Linked DNA regions of Sus scrofa: region 1 is linked to region 2. Evidence: chromatin contacts called from public HiChIP or PLAC-seq data. All regions are on one chromosome and are shown on one strand. Each heading gives the region's core, a stretch centred on a gene start, on an enhancer-like site or on the middle of the called end of the contact. The rest is flanking DNA. Distances are from core to core; before and after follow the strand shown.

What was found. HiChIP or PLAC-seq counts read pairs in DNA pulled down with a chosen protein or histone mark.
Region 1: a contact with region 2 is called in an H3K27ac HiChIP or PLAC-seq map of skeletal muscle. The contact joins the promoter of GFM1 here to the enhancer-like site in region 2. A contact is called at or near these places in 6 of 47 Hi-C or Micro-C datasets (embryonic fibroblasts, fetal heart ventricle, heart right ventricle and 2 more) and 1 of 2 datasets of contacts at active chromatin or transcription factors (skeletal muscle).

The regions. Positions count from the first base shown.
Region 1 is chr13:98,407,271-98,413,537 of Sscrofa11.1, reverse strand. GFM1 (elongation factor G, mitochondrial) reads right to left here and starts at 2,406. Exons shown (of 18, transcript XM_003358643.4): 1 at 2,164-2,406; 2 at 826-978. The coding sequence starts at 2,256.
Region 2 is chr13:98,337,834-98,344,227 of Sscrofa11.1, reverse strand. RSRC1 (serine/Arginine-related protein 53) reads right to left here. Exons shown (of 10, transcript XM_021069723.1): 10 at 6,120-6,394. Among named protein-coding and RNA genes, the nearest start is that of MLF1, 17 kb to the left of the region's middle. Within about 2 kb of position 5,062, at least 1 of the 83 cell types and tissues checked has an H3K27ac peak or open chromatin away from gene starts, as enhancers often do. A contact at or near this core is called in skeletal muscle, where this site is marked.

The DNA.
Region 1 (6,267 bases), core at 1,157-3,656, 72 kb before region 2:
TAAACACAAGCACAGCAATTCAGACTTCTCTGTCTCTGCATTCCAAGAAGGAAAGAAATCTTTACAGATGGAACCAGAACACAAATGGTTAATTGATGCAGTTTTCAGCGAAACCTAATTGTCAAACTATATCATCTCATGAAACAAAACTGATTACAGGTTTTGCCCTAAGCCTTTTTTCATTGTTGTTTTCAGCAGCTGCTACCACGGAGCAATCACCTGGAGCCACCCTTCCTCCTGCTACACTGTTCCTGCCCACAAGCCTGTATTAGTCTGTGAGCAGATGTTCAGAGAACAGATTTTTCTCTGCTGTACTACTTGTGGATTTTGAGGCCTGGGTGAGAAGGATTTTCTCCGCCCGCTCTTATGGCCATACTTACAGCCTACGAAGTTCCCAAGCTGAGGCCTACACACAGCCATGGCAACGCTGGATTTGGGCCATATTTGTGACCTACACTGCAGCCTGTGGCAATGCCAGATCCTTAACCCACTGAGTGAGGCCAGGGTTCAAACCTGCATCCTCATGGAGACATCAGGTCCTTAACCCACTGAGCCACAATGGGAACTCTACATGCTTTTAAATGTTACAGAGACGTTTATATTGTTAAATGGGAAAAAAGGTTTAAAATGATTGCCATGGCTGTGGTGTAGGCTCCAGCTGCAGCTCTGATTTGACATCTGGCCCTGGGCACTTCCGTATGCTGCAGGTGCAGCCGTAAAAATTTTAAAAAAGCATATAAACATCATGTTAATAGCTACTTTAGGGTAGTACATATCAACTTAACATTCTTAAAACTAATCTGGAATCTACCATGAACCACATACCTCATGCATTTTTGCAATTCTACCAGTGTAGTAAAGCACTCGTTCTGTTAATGTAGTTTTCCCAGAATCAATGTGAGCTGAGATTCCAATATTTCGTATCTTTTCATTAGGAATCACCCCTGATGAACACCATCGGCAGATCTTCCAATTAGCCTGAAAAAAATGAGAACTCAATTCAATGCACTTTTTATGATCTAACAGTGGACAATTAGGGTTCAGTGGACATCCTTCCTCCAAGAAAATTCAATGGACACAAAACTTCATATGAGATAGCCTGAAAAGGCAAAAGAGGGAATGTCTCAACCTGCAATTCCTATAATCAAAGAGACTGCAAGAGATGGCAGAAAAGACATATAAAATAAAATAAAAAGGGACCGATAATTTTACCAAATGGCACAGATTTGAAAGTATATACCGGCGCTGATAAAATCAGAAAGATGGTTCCCAACAACTGCTTTAATAGGAAATACAGTTTTCACTTTAAATTTTACTTTGATTTTTTCCCCCTTCCTCCTTAAAATAGTTTCAGAGCTAGCAAAGATGTTTGGACTTATACGCTCTATGCAGCGGTGCCAATAGGTTCAAGCGGCCCACAAAAAGTTTCCGATTCCTTCTATCGCCTAAAAATTAATGACATAAAACAATAACTTTAATTTACCATGGTGGTGAGGGTCCAGCCTTTTATGAAATCAAGACACAATATAAACCTCTCCCTACAGGAGTGAACATCCAAAATGCACTGCAGCCACTTCTGGGAGAAGGGAAGCAGAAGAACTTGAAAAGGTGGGTAAAATATTAAATGGAAACTAGCTTCATTGATTAAATCCCAGGAATACCAGCAAGCAAAGCGAAGGTGGTTTGCATGACAGGAAAGGCTCAACTCCTACCTAACACTATTCCACTTTGCGCCCCATCTCCACACCCCCACAAAAGGCAGACATATAATTAAAGAAAAGTCCTGGGAAGGTCGGTTGAAAGAGGGAGCAGGGAGCCCCGCCGACACTGTAGTGAAAAAAGCACTGGATAATGAGTCAAAAGCCCTGAGTTCAAGCCCAGGACACACTAATTTTTCAGTTGTCTTGACCTTCACTTCAGTCACCTCTTCTAAGTATACCAATAATAAGAGGCGTAACCATGAATTGGAGGCCCGCCCAACCTCCCAGGATACCAAGACGTTGCTCAGAAATAACCAAAGGCTGTGCAGATACCGAGGGGCTTTTCAGCACTGAGGTCAACAGCTAGCATTCGGAGATGCCAGGGAGGGAAGGGGTGTCATTTCCTCTCCAGCCCCGGAGGCACTGCAAAGTCCTGGGGACAGTCCCTGGTTCCCTGTCGCACCTGCTTCCCCGGCCAGCCGAGGGCAGCGGGGATCCGCGGGAGCGGCCCGCGCCCCACGGCCGCGGCGGCGGCGGCGGCTCCCAGCAGCCTCATGGCGAGCGTAGAATAGACGCGAAAGTCCCACAGCGCCCGGTGTACCCAGCAACCTGCACCACTGCCAGAAGCGTTCAAAGTCACGCCGGCAGTCAGTGCTGGAAGAGCACTTCCGGGGAGAAGCAGGCAAAGGAGGGGAGAAAAAAAAGAAAGAGAGAGAGGCTTCCGGATCTCAGAACTGAGCAGCACCCTCCGCTGCCCGCACGCCCTCTGCCGACTTGGAAGAGAAAGTGCAGCCACTTTGCGGAGCTAAGCACGCTTTTCGCATGTTCCCGGAAAGCGGCGGCCTTTAAACGTGGTTCTTTTGCCTCTACAGCAACGGGAAGAAAGGTTTAAAATAGTTCTTAAGGTTTTTTTTAAAAAAGAAAAATTGTTACATATGCTACTTCAACAAATGTGAACAAATACTCTATAGGACATGACTTGCAAAGAAGGTAAAAAAAAATAATGAACTATCCACAAATGTTTTTCTCTTTTCAAAATGTTCCATCTTTGGTTAATGTTAAGTACCTATATATATGTCCAGTACCTATACATTATATGTCCTGTCTCTATAGAAGACAGCATCCTTGACGATTCCACTTGGATCTCTTAGAGGCATCTCGAAATTATTATGTCCAAAAACGAGCTAATGACCTTCCACTGAATCCTCCCAAGATCTTCATCTGATAAACAGGAATTCCGTTCTTCTGGTTGCCCAGACCAAAAACGTCACCTTTTGACACCACTCTTCAACTTTTCTGGTTTTGTTTCCACATGCTACGGGCACTACATTCAAAGATAGATTCAGAACCCGCAGCTTCTCCCCACCTCTCAAAGCATTGCTGTTTTCTCACGGAATTTACTCTAACAGCCTGACTGATCTTACTGCTGCTGCCCTGCGGCTTCTCAGCCTATTCCCAATAGAAAAACTGAAGGGATCGTTTTAAGCTATACCCTTTGCCCTCTGAAATCACTCATAACAGTGATTTGCTGTTATCTCTACTTTTGTATAGGTTTGAAGTTTTTCATAACTAAGTTTTTAAAAATTCCTTTTAAATTTTAAATAACTAAATTTTAAAAATTTAAAAATAAGGTTAAGAATAAACAAGACCTTGTTTGAGCAGCTATGCCATTGCAGCCCTATTTCACCTGCTGTTCTCCTCCAGACTCATTGGCCTTCTTGCTGATCCTCACATGACCAAGAGCCTTTGCTCTCCTGTAGATAAGGGCATGACTCTTTCCCATATTTTCTTCTTGGTGTTCAAATATCATCTATCACTGAGGTGTTTGCTCCTTTTAAAACAGCAAGCTCTTCCCTATGTTTGCATACTATTTCATTTTCCTTCAGAGGGCTTCTTAGATTTATCCAGACGTGTTAACACAGTTGTCTATCGCCACCTCCCCTTCCCCGCATGTGGAAGTTCCCGGCCCCATAGCCAAACTGCACTATAACAACCGCTGAGGCGCGCTGCAGTGGCAACACCGCATCCGTAACTTGCTGTGCAACAAGAAAATTCCAAGGCAGCTATTGCCTGGCTCTTCCAAGAAGAATGTGAGTGCCATAAGGACAGTGATTTGGTTTTTTAAAACTGCTATACCCCTTGCTGTGCTAGGTGCTCAATAAATATTTGTTAAAGAATGAATAAAATCAAATAAATAAAAATCAGAGTAAATTACAGGAGACTAGAAGAGAAAAATCGGAGAGTCAATAATGAATTTCGAACTTTTTGTATATTATCCATGTATTAATTTGTAGTAAAGGTCTACTTTGACGAATAAATCCATTTATGTCAAATACACTTTTAAGTAAACTTTTTCATTTCTAGGGTTTCAAAAATTTAGTCTCTATAAGCCTTTGCAAGTATTTAAAATATATAAATTAAATCATAATTATGTTAATGGTAATAAAATTAAGGTTTTATTTTAATTTTAAGCTATAATTATATTAAATAAATAAAAAGTGTATCTACTACTTCTGAAATTACTTTTTGAAATTACCACTTTAATAAAACTTCCTTAAGTGAGAATTCATACTCATTATCCTGTGTGTATGTATCTTCATACGTCCCTGTAATTATTATGAGTGTATTCTTAATTATTTTTATTAATCACCCCTGTAACCAAAGTAATAAACTTTTGTTTTCTCCACAGAGAAAACTGGAGGACAAAAAACCAAGAAGTGTCTAGCTAAATTGAGTACACATTATAAATTACTTCTGTTAAGTTTTAAAGTGGCAAAATAACACAAACATCATTCAAAGCAGGTGCACATTCAGTTAATTCAGTCATTCTATAATGTATAAGAATAAAGATAGGGAGTTCCTGATGTGATGAAGTGAGTTAAGAATTCCACTGCAGCAGCTCAGGTCACTGTGGAGACATGGGTTTGCTCTCTGGCCCACACAGTGGGCAAGGATCCAACATTGCTGCAGCTGTGGCTCAGATTCATTCCCGGACCCATGAACTTCCATTATGTCACAGGTGCAAAGCCAGAAAAAATAAAATAAAAATGTAAACTGTCTTTAATGACCAAAACTTTGTATCTTTTTTTTTTCCTTAGAAATTGTCCAAGTATCCAAGGAATAAGTTAAAATTTTCTAAGGTCTTGAAAAGTAAACTGAAGATCTGAAAAATTAGTTTTATCTAACACATTGTGCTTATAATAGTATTATAATTCTGTAAGATCAAAACATCTTTAAAAGACATTTGTATTACAATTTTATTTCGATAAACACCATTTCATATTTTGTAATCTTATTTTGTACACCATTGGTGGAATCAGTGATAACTTACTTGATCCACAAGATCAATACAGGAAATTTAGAAAGGTTAAATCATGAGAAATTCAATCCTGATTTTATATAAACTAGAATATTTTATTAGCATAAAATTTACATAATAAAGCCTAAAAGAAGACATGTATCTGGCTTAAAATAAATATTCATTAATGCGCCCAAATCCATCCACTTATCAGATATATATTATAAGCCTTTTTAAATATACATTTATAAACCTTATATTCATTATTATTAAATCATGCTTAAAAGCTCCTTTTAGGAGTTCCCGTCGTGGCGCAGTGGTTAACGAATCCGACTAGGAACCCTGAGGTTGCGGGTTCGGTCCCTGCCCTTGCTCAGTGGGTTAACGATCCGGCGTTGCCGTGAGCTGTGGTGTAGGTTGCAGACGTGGCTCGGATCCCGCGTTGCTGTGGCTCTGGCGTAGGCCGGTGGCTACAGCTCCGATTCAACCCCTAGCCTGGGAACCTCCATATGCCGCGGGAGCGGCCCAAGAAATAGCAACAACAACAACAAAAAAAAGACAAAAAAAAAAAAAAAAAAGCTCCTTTTATCTTGAAAACATTCTTATGATAACAAAGGCTATTCTTTAAATTCACTTGTCTACATTTTATGCAAAAGCAGCACAAATTGTTTGAATTTTTGGAGGTCCCGTCGTGGCGCAGTGGTTAACGAATCCAACTAGGAACCATGGGGTTGTGGGTTCGGTCCCTGCCCTTGCTCAGTGGGTTGAGGATCCGGCATTGCCGTGAGCTGTGGTGTAGGTTGCAGACGCGGCTTGCATCCCACGTTGCTGTGGCCCTGGTGTAGGCCGGTGGCTACAGCTCCGATTGGACCCCTAGCTTGAGAACCTACATATGCCGCGGGAGCAGCTCTAGAAAAGGCAAAAAGACCAAAAAAAAAAAAAAAAAAAAATTTGAATTTTTTCTCAGAAATTTGGCCTGGTTTTTTTGGACTAGATATTCCTGGTGACAGAGAGTCCATATAACATAATGATTTCCTTCTGAGATCATCTTTAAAATTTTTCAAGTGGGAGAAAAAGATACGGAGAGGAACAGAATAAAAGGTGAGATAGAACCAGCTTTATACTGGCTAAAAGATAAACTGAGGCATATTAAAACTTTTGAATTTGAGCAAAAAGTTGATTTGAATCAGCACCAAACAGGAAATGGTTAGGAGCCCTCCACCAAGTGGAGCAGGGAGAGATTTTCACAAAGGAGGAGGCAAGGAAATT
Region 2 (6,394 bases), core at 3,813-6,312:
TTTACACATAAAGCTATTGCCGTCACTGCTTAATATAACTTCATGAAAAGCTTGCTTGTTGCTTAGCCTTCAGAGAGCTGGAGAAGGAAATATGCCACCAGCAGGATTTGATGGAACTCTTTTCCAAATTAACAAAAAATTGTGTGGATAGATGTGTGATGTAGCCAGGTTTCTTTAGGATTTCTATATTTTTAAAGGAAACATCACAATTCATAATCACCAGGCTATTTTCCGCTATGCCAAGCTGAAATATTACATACATTTCCTAATCTCTCTTGCAATAGGGGAGTAGTCAGTTGACTAAGTTCTAGTCGATGAAGTATAAACTTACAAGCTTCCTTTAGTTTCAACTTCAGAGTCTTACAAGGATGTAAGAACACTTCTTAAGGAGGTACTTACTTCTTGCTTAAGGAGTAAGTACATCCTTCATGCTGCCTAGAATGTGGGCAGTGGGATGCGAGTATGATAGCTGGAGCTGTACTGAACATGGTGGAAGCCACCTACCAAGGCTGGTGGAACAAAAGCCAGGGTTCCCGACATATGAAGCCACCACACCTGCCTTTAAACATCTTTCACTTGAAAGAGAAAGAAAATGTTTTTCTTATTTAAGCCACAGTTCGTTGTTACTGTTATTGTTTATGAAGTCCAAATTAACTGGAATACTTAATGAACCCTGATACATTGCCCTTGCAGATAAATTTTATCAGCTTTGGTCCCAGCAGGAAACAAGTGACATAACTCAAAAGAGGTTTTGTTTCGTTTTTTTCAGAAGAGTTTAATGAAAGCATCATATACAGGGATGTGAGCAGGGTTAAGGGAGCTGATCAGGGACTAACAATTGTCCCAGCCTCCAGATAAGAAGGGGCAGGAGGAAAGAGCTGTCACTGTAATGTGGTGAGAGCTGTATCCTCGAGAGGGGGTCTAGCCTACAAGAGCGATGGCCTTAGGAAAGCAACCACTACTGAAACATGGCCCAGCAGAAGTACAAAGACCCAATTCGATCTCCTCCCTCCTGTGATTTCCTGATACTGCCTCCTATTGACTGAACCCAACCAGAAGCCAGAGGGCAAGGGAAACTTGGGTGAGACTGTCTGTAAAGGTCAGCCTCCAGAACTCTGCAGAGAATTAGAGGGTGATGAATGACTGCGGATAGATGATGGAGAGAATCAGCTATATATAATGTCTCCTCATTAAAACTGAATTTTTAGTCCTTAAGTGATTTGAAGAAGAGGTTGACATCACCTTAATTTACATGAAATCATCTAATTTGAAAGTTTACTTATCACTACTGTTATTTATTAAACATGAAAGGTACATACCTATGGCCCAGCAATTCCACTTTTAGTAATCTACACAGCCATTAAAAAGAATGAGGCACACAGATATATTGCTCAGGAAAGTTAACTAAGGCATATAATCAGGGAAAAACAGTTACTGCAGACAAATCTGTTTTCATGGTCTGAAAACACATGGCCCGTGTGTCAACATCTCAGTAGAGATGTAGATGTTGAAGCACAGTGCAAGGCTGGGAGCAGAGTGGATAATGGCCACCTGGTGGGGAGAGGTTGCAGCAGCTGACCAGGAGGGGTGGACAATGCTTACCTTCAAAAATTGGTTCCAGGAGTTCCCATCTTGGCTCAGTGGTTAACGAATCCGACTAGGAACCATGAGGTCGTGGGTTTGATCCCTGGCCTTGCTTAGTGGGTTAAGGCTCCAGCATTGCCGCAAGCTGTGGTGTATGTCACAGACGCAGCTCGGATCTGGTGTTGCTGTGGCTGTGGCGTAGGCCAGCGGCTACAGCTCTGATTAGACCCCTAGCCTGGGAACCTCCATATGCCAAGAGTGTGGCCCTAGGAAAGGCAAAAAGACAAAAATAAACAAATAATTAAAAAAAAAAAACTGGTTCCATGTGGATGACTTTCCTTTTGAGTTTTGTTACTATTTTTCAATGGAAAAGAAAACAAAAAAATAAACCAACCTCAAATCACAAAAATGTGAAAGATACCACTTAAGAAAACTCAATTCTTGACGTAACTCTCACTTTGTATATTCTTTAATTTTTTTCACTTTGTATGTTCTTTTTCTAGAAAATGAATAGATTTAATAAATTCTATGTGACCATTTGTTAGCTGGCATAAATTATATAATTTATATAAAAATACATAAATGGTGAGAGATTTTTAAAGTGTTCAGCAGAGGTTTTGTGTAGTAAAATGGTGGCCATTCATATTAATTTACGAATTCCACTTTTCTAAAACATTAGTAATTTTTGTTTGAATAATTTTTTTTACATTATTTATTTATTTTTTGTCTTTTTAGGGCCTCACTTGCGGTACATGGAGGTTCTCAAGCTAGGGGTCTAATCGGAGCTACAGCTGCTGGCCTATACCACAGCCACAGCAATGCCAGATCCAAGCCATACCTGTGACCTACACCACAGCTCATGGCAGTCCTTAACCCACTGAGGGAGCCCAGGGATCGAATCGGCAACCTCATGGTTTCTAGTCGGATTGTTTCCACTGTGCCATCATGGGAACTCCTCTTTTCTTTTTAAAAACCTTTTTATTATAGTTGATTTACAATGTTCTATCAATTTATGCTCTACAGCAAAGTGACCCAGTTATACAGATATATACATTCTTTTTCACAGAATATCTTCCATCATGTTCCATGAGAAGTGATTGGATATAGTTCCCTGTGCTATACAGTAGGACATCATTGCTTATCCACTCCAAATGCAATAGTTCACATCTACTAACCCCAAACTCCCAGTCCATCCAGCTCCCTCCCCCCTCCCTTGACAACCACAAGTCTCTTCTCTATGTCCATGAGTTTGTTTCTTTTCTGCAGATATCTAAAATTTGTGCCACATTTTAGATTCCACATGTAAGTGATATCATATGGTATTTGTCTTTCTCTTTCTGACTTACTTCACTTAATATGAGAATCTCTAGTTGTATCCACATTGCTGAAAATGGCATTATTTTGTACTTTTTCATGGCCAAGAAGTATTCCATTGTACAGCATCTTCTTAATCCATTCATCTGTCAGTGAACATTTAGGTTGTTTCCATGTCTTGGCTATTGTGAATAGTGCTGCAATGAACATAGGGGCACGTGTATCTTTTTGAATGAAAGTTTCGTCCAGATATACGCCCAGGATTGGGATTGCTGGGTCATATGGTAGTTCTATATTTAGTTTTCTGAGGTACCTCCATACTGTTTTCCATAGTAGAAATGTACCAGTTTACATTTCCACCAATAGTGTATGAGGCTTCCCTTTCTCCACACTCTCTCCAGAATTTGTTATTTGTAGACTTATTAATGATAGCCATTCTTACCAGTGTGAATAAGGAACCCAGAAATAACCCAGACACCTACGGTCATTAATCTTTGACAAAGGAGGCAAGAATATAAAATGGGAAAAAGACAGTCTCTTCAGCAAGTAGTGCTGGCAAAACTGGACAGCTACATGTAAATCAATGAAACTAGAACACACCCTCACACTATGCAAAAAAAACAAAAAAACAAAAAAACCCTCAAAATTCCTTAAAGACAAACATAAGACAAGACACCATAAAACTCCTAGAAGAGAGCATAGGCAAACATTCTCTGACATCAACTGTACAAATGTTTTAAGTCAGTCTCCCAAGGCAATAGAAATAAAAACAAAAATAAACCAATGGGGCCTAATCAAAATTACAAACTTTTGCAATAGTAAAGGAAACCACTGAAAAAACCTCAAAAGGACAACCTACAGAATGGGAGAAAATAGTTGCAAATGATGCAACTGACAAGGACTTAATCTCCAAAATATACAAACAACTCAAACAATTCAACAGCCAAAAAAAAAAAAAAAAAAAAAATTGAAAAATGGGCAGAAGACCTAAATAGACATTTCTCCAAAGACACACGAAGCACCAACAGGCACATGAAAAATTGCTCAACATCACTAATTATTAGAGAAATGCAAATCAAAACTACAATGAGGTACCACCTCACAAATTGTGCATTTGAACTAGATTCCAATAATCAAATTCCCCACTGACATTTAAACATCGTATTATTTTTTAAACTCCCAAAGTAAAAATACATTTAAAATCTATGCTGTCCTTTTTAGTAAAAGGACAGAGATTTTTGTCACAGATTATGGTAAATTCTAAACAAGGTTTTTCAAAAAATAAGAAAATAAAACTCTGAAAGTTTTTATAACTCTTTCAAAAACTCTCTAAGTTTTGTGTAAATGACTTTCAAATGGATTTAGAAACTAATTGAACAATTAATTTTGGAATTGTATTGCATAATTTGGGGAATTATGCTACACAGTTATTATATTATTATGGCAATATAAACATACTTTGAAATTGGAACTTCAAGTTAAGAACCTCAATACTGTAACTGAGTCTACGGTATTTTCTAGACTGTGTCGAATACTAACCTGTTTACCAATCACTTGTCACCTTCTCCTATTAAGTTAATTCTAAAGAAAGTTAAAAAAGTATTTTTTCAAACTATTAATAAAGGAATTATGCATTATCTTCCCCAGGTCTTTAGATTTATTATAGCAGAAAGAGGAAAGAGAAAGGCTACAGTGGGGCTAAATAAATAATCCAGTTACAGAATTCATTTTAAAAAAATCTATCCAATCTTTAATATAGTCATTCAATCCATTGTGCTGGTATGTGTTATACATTTATTTATGTTTTCAATTCCATTTTAAGTTTTTTATGATATTTTCATGGAACATGCACAGGTAGATAAACTGTAGTGCTGGATTTTATTTAAGATGTAGGATTTTATTTATTTCTTTGAACAGGAAAAAAATTGTTTTTTTATTTGGCAAAAGATGAAATTTGTCCTTCAACAACACACCAAGATCAACTCCATAGAGATGAAGGATTTTCGAGGACACAGGATTTTAGTAGTTCATTTTTTAAAAGACTATGAAGGGAGCTTGTACTACACTAGGTTTGTTACACTGGGATTTAAACCTGAGTACCGTGTTACAAGAAGTGCAGAGAGGGTCAGTTCAGTTCATCCTTCTCTACTAGAACTGCAGCAGGATCATTTTGCCTTCTCAAGACCTAAAAATAAAATGGTACATTGTTGAGTTTAAAGTGTTGTCTTACTACACTGGTAGACTTTACGTCTCAAAAACTGGCCTATCCCTTGCACGGGGAGCAACCACAGGAGCCAGCAGGCGGACTCTGAATGACCACATCTAAATCATTTGAAATATTATTTTTATAATTAAAAAACTGGACCAGAAAGAAAGTCTGGCTAAGTGAAGACTAGTAAGGTCCTTGCTTAAACTCTAGCCCCACTGTTGCTGGTTGCTAATGCAACAGAGAAGGCACCAGGTACTTGATACCCTTCCCCATGATATCGAAAGGCTTTGCCAGTTCAGAGACATTTGGAGATAAAAATCATGGAAATCAAACTAATTTGGTTACAGAACTCATCTATTTGTTTATTTAACTTTTTAAATAAGATTTTTAAAAATTGTGGTAAAATACATAACTGTCATCTTAACTATTTTTAAGTGTTCAGTTCAGTGTACAGAACACATTCACATTGTTGTGAAGCCATCACCACCATCCATCCTCATAATTCTTTTTATTTTATAAAACTGAAAGTCTATACTCATTAAACAGCAACCCCATTTCCCCTCCCCTCCAGGCCCCTGGCAACCACCATTATACTTTCTGCCATATTTATGATTTTAAATACTTTAAATACCTCACATAAGTGGAATCATATAGTGTTTGTCTTTTTGTGACTGGACTATTTCAGTTAGCACAATGTCCTCAAGGTCCATCCATGTTGTAGCATATTATAGAATTTCCTTCCTCTTGAAGGCTGAGAAATACTCCATTGCATACGTACACTACATTTTACTTCATCCATTCATGGACACTTGAGTTGCTTCCCTGTTTTGGCTATTATGAATAATGTTGCTATGAACATGGGTATACAAATATCTCTTTGAGACCCTGCTTTCAATTCTTTTGGGTATATACCTAGACACCTATTATTTTTCCACTGGCTCCAAACAGCTTGAGAAATTTAAACAGCCACACTGCTAAATAGACTGCCTATTTAAGAGGGGCAAATTCATTCTTCCTTCATTGAAAAATATTTATTGAAAACCTTCTTTCTGTCAGGCACAGACTAGATTCTGGGGATACAGTGAAAGCAAAAATAATTTTGAAATATATGATAGCAGAATTTTCTTTGACTTGGAAAAAACACAAGTAGAATATATTGATCAACATCCATCTCTATGATAACAGGTAAAGATGATTAGAGAATTCACAAAGAGTTCTTTCTTACCTTCATTTTTACTCCTGTTCTACTGTAAAGACTCAGCTATTTTCTTTTCACAATGACTTACT